Linked DNA regions of Zea mays: region 1 is linked to region 2. Evidence: chromatin contacts called from public Hi-C data. All regions are on one chromosome and are shown on one strand. The core of a region is the stretch at or near the end of the contact, and the rest is flanking DNA. Distances in the headings are between cores, read along the strand shown.

Evidence for each region. Hi-C and Micro-C count contacts between places; a contact is called where the count stands out from the background.
Region 1: a Hi-C map of leaf shows a contact between it and region 2, with 7 times the contacts expected there. The contact joins the promoter of LOC100284070 here to the promoter of LOC100191612 in region 2. A contact is called at or near these places in 3 of 25 Hi-C or Micro-C datasets (ear, leaf and tassel).

The regions. Positions count from the first base shown.
Region 1 is chr4:133,571,862-133,575,252 of Zm-B73-REFERENCE-NAM-5.0, reverse strand. It overlaps LOC100284070, which reads left to right and starts at 2,078. Exons shown (of 8, transcript NM_001156968.2): 1 at 2,078-2,436; 2 at 2,512-2,653; 3 at 3,014-3,092; 4 at 3,205-3,329. The coding sequence starts at 2,219. LOC111591490 (U12 minor spliceosomal RNA) reads right to left here and starts at 1,806; the gene lies at 1,649-1,806.
Region 2 is chr4:133,178,381-133,181,688 of Zm-B73-REFERENCE-NAM-5.0, reverse strand. LOC100191612 (60S ribosomal protein L6-like) reads left to right here and starts at 1,338. Exons shown (of 4, transcript NM_001137041.1): 1 at 1,338-1,612; 2 at 1,705-1,811; 3 at 2,901-3,082; 4 at 3,150-3,308. The coding sequence starts at 1,398. The coding sequence ends at 3,305.

The DNA.
Region 1 (3,391 bases), core at 829-3,328, 390 kb before region 2:
CCAAATTCACCTCAAACACTTAGTGACTTGTGAGAGAGTGATTTCGTGTTCATTTGAGCTCTTACCTCTTGGATTGCGTTTCTTATTTCTCATTCTTGTTCTCAAGTGACTTGTAATCAAAGCAAGAGACACCTAAGAGTGTGGTGGTCCTTGCGGGGTCTTAGTGACCCGATTGATTAATGGAAAGGCTCACTCAGTCTAAGTGACCGTTTGAGAGAGGGAAAGTGTTGAAATAGACCCGGTCTTTGTGACCTCCTCAATGAGTACTAGGTTCTTTGGGACCGAACCTTGGTAAAACAAATCACCGTGTTCATTCGATTGATTTTCATTTGATTTGTTTTCCTCTCTCTCCCGGACTTGATTTTAGTTCTAACGCTAACCCCGACTTGTAGTGTGTATTTAAAGTTGTAAATTTTAGATTATGCCTATTCACCCCCTCTAGACGACTTTCAAGTCCCAAGTTAATGGAACACTTTAGTGGTTCATCTTTGTCTATATCTTAGCATCCATAAGTATCATTATGTTCTAACAATAAGATATTGTGATGTCTGTGATAAAATAATGTAAAACATGGTGTTCACTTCCTTATGTGCTTCTTTGACTTTGTATCGTGACTAATTAAGTTATTAATTACTGTTTTCTATGTTCCAAATAGTAGATTGTTTTGGTTTTATCCTAAGTCAAACTTATCTAACTTTGACTAGGTTTATAGAAAAAATATATTGACATTTATAATTTCAAAATAAATGCACTATCAAGACATATTTCATAGTAGGTTTAATTAAACTAATTTTATGGTGTGGATTTTGGTGTTTTTTTAACTTGGCCAGAGTTATTGAAGTTTGACTTGAATACAAAAGTAGAACCACATACAACTTAGAACAGAGAGAGTCCAATCACACTTGGGGTATCCGCACAAATGTTTATTTTCTTAATTCATGTTTTTAAATATTTTTTAGGTACATGCTGTGACAAAAAAGAGTTCATAACATATAATTAAATCTATCATATTAGCTTGGGATATGTTTGGCTGTTAGCACAAAGTTTGGAATTTTAAGTAGTACTTTTTCCGTATTGCAGTAATTTTTGGCCCATAGCGCGGCCCGTATATCATGGCGTGTCTGACCTGGCCCGTCAAACTTCGTGACGTACTTGGATCGGCCAAAAATGTCCCTTTTAGCCCGGCCAGAAGCACACCTATAACCATAATCAAATGAGTAAAATTTAATATAATTTCGACCGTCATCACCCCTTCTCTCTCCCGTTTTATATTTAAAACAAATCACATCACCCCTTCTCCCTCCCGCCCGTTTTATATTTAAAACAAATCACAAATGTATGACCCCTTTCCGTGTTCTGCTTAAAGCAAAACTAACTAGTATATCACATAGAATTGGATGTTTCTAGAAAGAAGGCAGTCCTAAATTGTTTTTTAAAGATCAATTATGTAAATTTGTTTTAACAGTACATAGTTTTTTAGTTTAAAAAGATTAAGAATTGGATTTTTTAAAAAAGAGGAAATCCTAAGAAAATGTCATCATTTAGATCAAAACTATGTAAATTTTTTAGCAACAAATAATTATTTTTTTAGTTTTAATTTTAAAATCTTAAAAAGATGCATTCAAAATTTACAATTTGGTTTGGCGGGTGGGGAGGCCCGCACAGGCAAGTCCTGCAAAGTAAGGCAGTGTCAATACCCGCGCCAGCCTCTTCCCCCTTCAAAAATTGCGGTGCAGGTTTTGACCCCGCACTGCGAGCGGCTCTCACCGCAGCGCTTTGTTTTCCTTACTCATTAGTTTAAGGCAAGGTTCTACGCTAGCACCCCACCCCCTATATATGCCATCCACACAAGTGCGCGCATCCGCTACTAGCCAGTGTGGGACTTTCTTCCTCGGAACGATTTACTTCCCTCGTCTCTCGTGTGCGCTACCTCCTCCGCGGGGCTCTGGTTCCAAACTGTTTATTATTTAAAGCCTGGCCTACTTACAGGACCGTCTCGGCCTGGCCTGCTATGGATAAGCACTGCTACGGCCATCCTGGCCCATCAGGCCTACTTGATGCGCGCCTCTCTCCCTCCCAACAACCAGGCCACAAGCGCCCGAGCGGCTTAAACCCTAGCTCGCCGTCGTGCTCGGCTCGCCACCCCGCGCCTGCTCCTTTCAGGCCCTAACCGTTCGCCGCCGCGCATTCGAGCACACGCGGAAGCGCACCTAGTGCCATGGCGAAGAAGCGGAAGCGCACCGACGCGCCCGCAGAGGCGGCCGGCGCAGAGAAGCCTGACGACTCCGCGCCGGCGCGCCCGGAGCGCACGCTCTTCGGCTTCAAGGACCTGGTCCCCGACGCCGAGCCCGCCTCCGCGGGCGCCGAGGCCGCGGTGGCGCCGTTCCGGAACAGGGAGAAGGTACTCATCACCTGCTCCCGCCGAATCACGTATAGGTGAGTGCTCCCTGTTTTTCCGCTTGCAGTCTTGTGAGATGGGTGATTCCGTTCACGCGTGCGTGCTCGGCGTAGGTATCGGCACCTGATGCAGGACGTGCTGTCGCTGCTCCCGCATGCGAAGAAGGACAGCAAGGTCGAGTCGAAGCAGAGCAAGGGGAACGCGCTGAACGAGCTCCTTGAGCTCAGGAGCTGCTCCAGCTGCCTTTTCTTCGAGGTATAGATCTTCTACTCTGCTTCCACCCCGCACGGTGAGGATCTTGTTAGCATTGACATGACGGTGGCTGCTTACGCGCGGGAACAAGCTGTATAAATCGCAACTCTTAATCTCAAGCTTGGGTTTTGGTCCATGCTTTCGTTCTATGGATGTTCTCTGGGATCCCATGTATTGAGGAAGCAACTTCCATTTTGCTCTGGTTCTAAATTCTCTACTGGGCAATGGATGTTTTCTTTGACTGCATTTGTGCCATCCGCCATCCCACAATTATAATTGTTCAATATATGTATGCATTATACTTCTCAGTTCTGTTAGCTTATTGAATTATGTGGGTGAAGTTTTTTCCTTCATGTATTACAGTGCAGAAAACAGAAGGATCTTTACCTTTGGATGGTGAAGTCTCCTGGAGGACCATCAGTAAAATTTCTAGTTAATGCTGGTATGCTATGGCCCAAATGGTACTTACATTGGCAGTCTTATGCACTGCAGTCTATAACATGTATGCTTTTGTGATGAGCTAACAATTAATCACGATGTGATGTTTACTGTAGTTCACACCATGGAGGAGTTGAAGCTTACCGGTAACCATCTGAAAGGGTCACGCCCACTTCTTACATTTTCTACAAATTTTGATGAGCAACCTCATTGGAAGCTTGTGAAGGAAATGATAACTCAGGTATGTAACTGGTTTCACATGTTATGCCATACCTACATATGGCTAAGCATTTTAACAAGTTG
Region 2 (3,308 bases), core at 89-2,588:
TGGCCATATCCTCATCGTTGAGGCCGGCTGCCTCAACTTGAGCCACCTTGTTGAGGATCGCCTCCCTATCATTCATTTCTTTGAAAGCAATGACTTGCGATTCATTGGAGGGGTGTCCCCATTGGCGATGTCGTCGGTGTACTTGGCATCTTTAACCACCATTTGATGGCTAACAAATTTTCCAAACACCTCCTCGGGCACCATCTTAGTGTACCTGGGGTTCTCACGGATTAAAGAAATAAGAGTAGGATCTTTAACATTAAATGACCTCAACATGAGTCCACCAACTTCATGATCCATCCATCTCTTCCTTCCTTAGTTCTGCACTTGGTTCACTAGGGGCTTGAGCATGTTGTACATTTCTTGTGGCCCTTCGCCCTTCTTCATGGCAAACCTCCCAAGTTCACCCTCGAAGAGCTCCATCTTGGTTACTTTGGTAATCAAGTTTCCTTCATGCAAGATCTTCAATGTATCCCAGATTTCTTTGGCATTCTCCAAGCCATTTACCTTGTTGTATTCTTCTCTGCATAGAGAAGCTAGCAAAACAGTGGTAGCCTGGGAATTTCTATGAATTAATTATTCTACTTCTATATCATCAAAAATCTCATCATCAATATCTGGTATTTGCATTCCATTTTCTACCATATCCCAAATGCTAGGATGGAGAGAAAAAAAGATGACTACACATTTTATGGCTCCACCAAGAATAATCCTCTCCATCAAAACGAGGAGGTTTGCCAAGAGGAATAGAAAGCAATTGGACATTCGAGTTGTGAGAAATACAAGAATAGTTAAATGGAGTGCAGTTGAATTTAGATTTAACCTTTTTTTTGTTCTTGACGTCCGGAGGTGGTTTCCTCGCACGAAGGAGATGACAATGTAGAAGAGTCTATCTGGTTGGCGAGTCAGAGGCCAGAAGGATAACTTGCTCGATATCGTCTATGGTGATACGAGTCTTATCTTAGGTTAGTTGCGTATGAAAGAGATAAGACCTTTAGGGCTGTTAGCTTATGACATGTTGGAGAAAAATAGAACTACATGTTTTGCGTGTAACATAGGATACATGAAACTTTCGTGCTTTAAAGAATGATTTAAAGGGTAGAGATAGAGATAGAGAAGGAACGCGTTGTATTAATTTTATAGTTGAAGAAGAAACAATTAAACTTTTGTGATAGTTGATGAAGACAAAATAGTTTTTTTGAACGGAAAATATTTCGTGAGGTGCATGGGCCTCAACAATTAGGCCCACTACTACACGCGGAGGAGCCCGACGACCTAGGGTTTCCACCTGTAAGCCGCCGCACAGATATATATGCCGTGACCAAACCGTCGCTTCCATTTTTCGCCCGCCGCCCCCAGTCCCGATCCGAAGCTGTGCCTCGTACCATTTCGATCCAATGGCGCCGACGTCGAAGCTGTCGACGGGCATCAAGCGCGCTTCGCGGTCGCACGCGTACCATCGCCGTGGGCTGTGGGCCATCAAGGCCAAGAACGGCGGCGCCTTCCCCAAGGCCGACAAGGCCGCCGCCGCCGTGGAACCCAAGTTCTACCCTGCCGACGACGTCAAGCCCCGCGTTCCCAGCACCCGCAAGCCTAAGCCTACCAAGCTCAGGTGCCCAAGCCATTCCTTCAAGTCGCAGCCCGCGTGGTGTTCGTATTTATTTTGCTTGGAGATTTGATTCCACTTGCCATTCTTTTGTGCAGGTCGAGCATCACGCCTGGGACGGTGCTGATCCTCCTCGCAGGGCGCTTCATGGGGAAGAGAGTGGTGTTTCTCAAGCAGCTCAAGTCCGGCCTGCTCCTTATCTCTGGTGAGCCACGCTTGGTTCGCTGCCTCTGATCACAGCATAAGTTTTGAGTTGAAAGATAGATGTAAATGTTTACGCGCTGGTTGGCTCAATCTGTGAACTATATTATTTGTAGAGTCTGGTGTGACGACGTGTGATTGTCTTGCAACTGCACATTATAGTTGAGTTTTTAAAGAATCCGAATTCAGTCTGGACTATGGGACCTGCATGCGTGATATAAGGGCATCCAGGTTTTGGTGACAAGGGAATTGGAGGGGAGGAAATTTCATGCTATTCAAAATTGAATAGCAAGGGATTTCCTCCCCCTCCAATTCCCTTGTCACCAAACCAGTCCTTATACATTGCAGACGAGGTCCAAAGAAGGGTCTTGGCCCAGAAAGTTTATAACCTTACCTAAGACCTGGCTTCAGCAAATAAATATTTGTGAGGAAGGTAGAGTCTCGGCCACCAGAATGCGAGAGCTGAGAGAGAAACGGATGATGATTTCTGTGTTTTTTTATTTGCTGGAGCCCTACCCTCAAGGCTCATAGTAGCATCATACGCAACAGCTCTTGACCTTATAGTGCATTTGCGCCCTCATACACACGTGATGCCTAAGCATTGGTTCTTTGATGGCACTGTCACATGGTTAAAAAATAGACTGTTGGACTATCTGCATTTTCATGTCTTTGACTTGCTGGAAACAACTTTCTTATATAGTTTAAATACTGTAAATGAAGACTACTATTGTTTGGATTTATAAAATTACTTTTAGTTGAAGTTACAAGGGTAGGCCTGTTGCAGTGGTGGGAGCTGTCTTATTAAAATCATAGGTCACGGGTTCAAAGCAGCCTCCGTGCATTTGCAGTGGTAAGGCTTGCTTCTGTTTATCCCTTCCTCAACTCCACTCATGTGGGCCTCTGGCACTGGGTCTGCCCTTTACTTTTAGTTAAAGTTGTTAGAATGCTTCTGTTCACCGTTACAACCTTACCCTCCTGCCTGTCTAGCTGCATGGCTCTCTCTTCATGCATTCAAAAGAGTTGTATTTTTTCCTATCCTGTTCTACTTGATATTCTTTTCCTGTCATTAGTTTGCGTTTCTGTTATCTTTCAGGGCCTTTCAAGATCAATGGAGTACCGATCCGCCGTGTGAACCAGACCTATGTCATTGCTACATCAACCAAAGTTGACATCTCTGGTGTTGATGTCGCCAAGTTTGATGACAAGTACTTTGCCAGGGAGAAGAAGCAGAAGGTGAAGAAGACCGAGGGCGAACTTTTTGAGACAGAAAAGGAGGTAGGTGTCTGAGTAAAAAAGATCCATTATTTTGTCGACCCTTGCTTCATATCTGTTGAATCTGCAGGCATCCAAGTCACTGCCTGACTTCAAGAAGGATGACCAGAAGGCTGTGGATTCTGCTCTGATCAAGGCTATTGAGGCTGTTCCGGAGCTGAAAACCTATCTTGGCGCCCGGTTCTCTCTCAGGGATGGTGACAAGCCCCATGAGATGGTCTTCTAAGCT